Regions from separate parts of the Mus musculus genome. Here region 1 is linked to region 2. A link is a contact called in public Hi-C data. All regions are on one chromosome and are shown on one strand. Each heading gives the region's core, a stretch centred on a gene start, on an enhancer-like site or on the middle of the called end of the contact. The rest is flanking DNA. Distances are from core to core; before and after follow the strand shown.

Region 1 (2,700 bases), core at 39-2,538, 2.4 Mb before region 2:
CCCTCCCCTCTCACAGGGAGCCAGGTTGACCTCATAAGCTGCAACTTCTCCACGTTGACTTTCCTCTTTGCTGTCTAAGGTTCTAATGATTTACTAACTCATTTCCAGACTTTTCTCTTTGTCACTGTCTTCAATATTTCCTTTGTTGGCTTGGATTCATTCTGTAGCAGAGTCATATGGGGGACACTTCTATTCAGCCATCTGGGTGTTTCTCCTCCAGCCTGTCAGCCTCCTGGATCTGTCAGCCTGGACCAAGAGACCTTGATCTGGCCAAGAAAATCTGCCATAGATTATTGCTGGCATGTCTTGTTTTCTTATCATCCATACCCTCCATACATTTCCATACCCACCTACGCCACCTCTAGATGATCTCTCTGCTGGGATTTCCTGATCATCTCCTGCTTCTGGCTCACTCTAGTATCTCTTAGACCTCTCAAGATAAACCCCAGTAGCTGATTTAATGTAAGCATGGTAGCTTTCTTTTGCCTTCCAGGTTTTTAGCACTTCACCAGTTTCACAACTAGAACAGATTTTAGAGACCAGCTCTCAGTTTCTAACATTTGTGACCCACAGAGTAAAATGGAGAAGATACCTATATAATGTCAGACCTAGAATATGAAGCTGTAGGATAAGAGCCAATTAGGGTAATGTGAGATGGGAATCCAATCCTCTATTTGGATTGCGTCTTCCCAGTGGTTTTGAGGAATACAGTTTAGCATTCCAACTGATTTGTTAACTCTTTTTTTTGGGGGGGATGAACAGAATCTTGAAGGAGATAGAGTAATTTGTTCAAGGTCACCCAGTGGATTAGTTCAGAATTTGAATCAAGGCTTTCTTAGCTTTACCACTTTCTGTAGATCCACAAATAAGACAGACTACAGGGGACTTTCAAGGGAATGATCAAAGAGTGTCTACCTCCTATTAACCCATCATCCCTTCAAAGTCTCACAGTCCGTCAATAGGTCCCTATGAAAATCATCAATATCATTTCCTCTTGAAACGTCTCCCTCCTGCCCTGATATAAATGCATTGCTGGCTTGTTAATTTTAGTTGGAAAATCGGAGACCTAGTGACAACCACTACTGCACAGGGCTCCTCTGCTGTTCAATAAATGCTAATAAACGGCAATCTGCAGTCTTAACAATTGCTTCTGCCTGAACCCAGATGCAAGGGCAAAGATTACTTTGGTCTGAATTGGATTTGAAAAGGCTGAAGGAACAGGCTTTGAGTGCGCAGTGGAAATGCCAGTTGAATATTAATTACTGCTGCGCTGCCGGATTGTGGAAGGGTGTAGTGGTTCAGCGCAGAGACAAGAGGGACTAGCAAAAGCCTTCAGAATGCTTGTGCTTGTGGAATCCAAGAGCGTGGCTTCAAACAGAGGCTTGGGAGCCTGGGGGTGGCTTTTTCTACAGCTCTCCCAGTGTTCCGAGAGCACTTCTGCTCTTGCAATTTGCTCATTTTATTTACTCTTCAGAATCATCATAGTGACTCAGCCAGGAGCTGTCTTACGGGCAGGTTTTAATTAGTGGCCTGGGAATTCAAAAAGTAGCAGGGAGGTACATAGGGGTTCCAGAAGCTACTTGCCCCACTAATTATTTCGAACACTCCAAGAATGGAATACTCATGCCTCTAGTGATTCCCAACACACAGTTACGACCAGCCTGCCTTACACAGTTATCCCCCTGACCCCAGCATTAGTCGTGTGTCGCATGTGAAGGATAGAGATTTGCTTATGAACATACTGAGGTGATTTCCATATATTCCCACCCCTAGCAATCTTTTAAATTATGGATACTAAATTATGTCCTACAGATTTAGCTGACCAATAGACACATGACTAATTGTTTCTTTCCATTTGAAATGTGAGCCTCCTGGTGGGCTGTATGTTTTGGTGCAATTATATCAGCCCCAGGCCAGAGCTGGGCCATTTTAGCCACCTGAAGAGTGTGCTAATTGTCCTGAAGTATACTGCCTGATGTGTGTCTCATTGCTGTAGTGGTTTTAATGGGAATTTCTAATTAAAAATAAGAAGAGAGTCAGGGTTGGATGCCTTCCTCCTGCATTACAGTTCAGGCAGAGCCCCCTTGAGCATGCTCATGTGATCAAGCCCATGAGGGGAGGCAGCTAGGGCAGAGACTAGCGTGTGTCTGGTTTGTCTAGTAGGTACAGCTCAGGCTGTTGGAGCTCTCATTAGATCTGGGCCAATGTCAACATGTCTTCCCTCATGCCACTTCTCCCAGGCTCTGTGTCAGTGTGTGGAGTGTGTGCCAGTGGGGACTCTGGGAAGAAACAAGGCAGGGATTTTAATCAGCTGGAGTTTCAGGCTGACATCTGGAAGGAGTTCATGACATAAGATTGTTCTAGAAAATCATAGTCACACCCCACTGCTTCCAAAAGACCAGGTTCCCTGGTGATTCAGTAAGTGGTCCAAGAGTCTTATCAGATGAGAATATCAGCTCTGTCCTTATTAACAGTACATTCTTGGAAAAGCCACTTAACTCTTTTGAGCCTTGGCATACTTCCTTATAAAGTGAGGATAACTAACAATAGAAACTCTGATGGCATATTGGTGGACATTTGCTTAAGACATTTTTGTATTGTACATGGTGAGTCACATTTCCTCCCCATGCCCCAAACCCATATTCTTACTACCTTGTTCACAGTCTAATAACACAGAGGACAGGAGAAGAGTGAGACCAA
Region 2 (2,700 bases), core at 201-2,700:
CTGAGAACTACAATGAAAACTTAATAATTCCAGTGCTACTGGCCTGAGGCAGAATGGAAGTAGAACAAGAAATCAAGTCTTTTCTGCCTGCTAAGTCAGTAAACTTCAAAAGCAGGGGCAAAAGGAATTCTGCCAACTCCAGGACATCCTAGTCTATGTAGCAAGATCCAGGTCAGCCAAGGTTCCTTACTAAGACCCCATCTCAAAAATGAAAAAGAAAGAAAAGCAAGAAAATGAATTCTAGAGTAGTATGAAATGACCTCAGTTGCTAAGTCCAGCCAGGTGACAGTATTCCATTTCACAAAAGCAACGGGAAGGCCCACCCGAGCTGCCAATGAACTAATGAGTGGCTTTCTCACCAGGAACAAGGCTGAAATGGCTGCCATCTAACCACTAATAGATCACAGAGCGGAAGGGATGTGAAATACACAGTGCAAACCCTCGCGTACACCTCGAGGTGTCGGGAATGTCATGTGTGGTAGTAGGCTAGCCATAGTTGCTGAGAATGACCTCTAGTCTGTAGAAGCAGAGCTGCCCAGACCTGGAAAGACCTGAGGATTATCTTCTCCAGTTCTAGCTGAAGTCTGGGGAGACGGGATGACCTGCCCCAGCTCTAGGAGGGATGCTGAGCCGGATGGTGTTTCACCAGATTGCTAACCTGAAGAAACAAGCCACCAGTGCCCTTGAACACGCAAAACCCGTGCTGACTCAAGAATCCTATTTGGAGGATTGCTGAGTGTGAGCTGCCTCTTGTCAGGAGGCCCAGATGACAACGCCAAAATCTGAAAATAGTAGTTTTCAACTCTGCACAAACCACTGACAGAGCAGAAGTTGGACAAAGACCACTATGGAGTTAAACTTCTGTTGCCCAGCTTCCTCCAAACTATCTTTTTATCTTAACTTTCAAGGCCAAAAAAAAAAAAAAAAGAAAAAAAAAAGAAATTCTGCTTTAATCTCCAGAAGTAGTAATAAAACTCATTTTAAAGCTATTATATCTTTCCAGAAGATTCTAGAATTCCCCATCCCTAGAAATGCATGCAAAAATCATTTCACAAAACACTTGGTGTTGTTCCTAATAAAAACAGTACCACACTTGAGTTGGTGGGGCTCCAATTAAGCAAGCTATGTTCTTCTACTGCCCCCATCTGGCAGATGTTGGTAAAAGACAGACTGCATGGTCTGTGTTTTAAGAATCTGCTCTAGTAAAATCTCTCCGGTCCTCATAATTCCTTCTCTCAAACCTTGTAGATGCACAGTTGTAGGGGTAGCTTCTTTGCCAGAAACTTCTACTTATGATGAGTAACCCACGAACAGTTCCAGGATTCTGGAAAGATGATAAACAAGAAAACTGCATTTTCAAATGTATTTTCATCTAGCAAGAACTTGAAGGAAGAAACAGAGCTTTCTCCTTGTCTTGTAAGAATAGATAGTATGGGGCTGGGCAGATGGCACTCCTGATACTCCAGCACTAGAGAGACAGGGACAGAGGCTTCACTGCAAGTAAGCTCAGCCTAGTCTATATAGCAAGTTCCAGATTAGTCAGAATTACTTCGCAAGCCAGACCCTATCTCAAAACACAAAGAGCAAGCAAAGGGAGCGTCAAACAGAGCAATTCTCATCTGATGAATCCAGCCAAATCACAGAGTCCAGGAAGTGGGATACAAGCTGCACCAATGTGCACCTGAGCTGCCATCCTGGTAAGGCATCAGAAAGGAAAGATCAGGGTCTACAGCAATTGTGTGCAGAGTACAACTGGCCTCCGATATCTTGTGCTTCTTGGAAACGGCTTGAGGGCTGACTTGGAGCAGTGTAATATGTCTCTATCCAGGTATCTGTCAGTTCTGATAAGATGCTCTATGCCACAGTAACAATCCATAAAATCTCAGTGTCATAATCCAGGAGAAGTTTATCACACAAATCCACACGGCCAAAGCTCCAAGTGTTTATCACGCTATAATGCACTTGTCTTTTTTCATGACAGACTATAAGCTATTTGGAAGTAGAAACTGGGTTTAGCTCTGTACTGTATCTCTGACATTTAACTCCTGAAGCACATGTGCTCTGAGAATATCAGTCGAACAAGAGTGTGAAACGAGAGTTGAGGAACTGACAAAAGGCAGATCCATAAGGACATCTTTACCAGGAGCTTTGCCACTCCCTTCTGCATCTTCAGATCTTAAGTGGGGATGGCGAATCCAGTGACAATTCTATACTCCAAAAGCATTCATTGGCTTCCCTCAGCCTGTGATATAGGATCATATACCCGGGTAGGCAAATGTGAATTAACGAGGAAGGCTGCCAAGTAGGTATCCATAGCAGCCAGAAGAATACTTGTCCTAGAGGCGAGACTGATAGATCTGAACACACTCCACATCAGCCCATACAGACAAGACTGCTTGGGAGCTACTGGAGAAAATTACACTGTGGCAAAGGAACAGATGTCAAAAGGGAATAGAGTCAAGACCTTGTAAATATGTCAGTGATTTCTTTTAATGGGGGTAAAATATTCCATCTGGAATTGTAAAAGGAAATGAAAGTGAACAGACAACAGAGTCAGAGACAGCTCCAGCTCCTGTTGTTAGGAATCCCACATGAAGACCCCACTGTACAGCTGTTACACATGGTAGAGGGCCTAAGTCAGTCCCATGCATGTTCTCTGGTGGACAGTTCAGTTTCTGGGCCCCTATGGGCTCAGGTTAG

Evidence for each region. Hi-C and Micro-C count contacts between places; a contact is called where the count stands out from the background.
Region 1: a Hi-C map of cortical neurons shows a contact between it and region 2, with 3 times the contacts expected there. The contact joins two enhancer-like sites. A contact is called at or near these places in 5 of 39 promoter capture datasets (cranial neural crest, frontonasal cranial neural crest, hippocampal neurons and 2 more), 4 of 484 Hi-C or Micro-C datasets (cerebellum, cerebral cortex, cortical neurons and 1 more) and 1 of 115 datasets of contacts at active chromatin or transcription factors (astrocytes).

What each region holds. Positions count from the first base shown.
Region 1 is chr11:43,269,034-43,271,733 of GRCm38.p6, reverse strand. No RefSeq gene overlaps it. Among named protein-coding and RNA genes, the nearest start is that of Gm12146, 46 kb to the right of the region's middle. Within about 2 kb of position 1,288, at least 34 of the 459 cell types and tissues checked have an H3K27ac peak or open chromatin away from gene starts, as enhancers often do. A contact at or near this core is called in cortical neurons, where this site is marked.
Region 2 is chr11:40,864,336-40,867,035 of GRCm38.p6, reverse strand. No RefSeq gene overlaps it. Among named protein-coding and RNA genes, the nearest start is that of Ccng1, 110 kb to the right of the region's middle. Within about 2 kb of position 1,450, at least 10 of the 459 cell types and tissues checked have an H3K27ac peak or open chromatin away from gene starts, as enhancers often do. A contact at or near this core is called in cortical neurons, where this site is marked.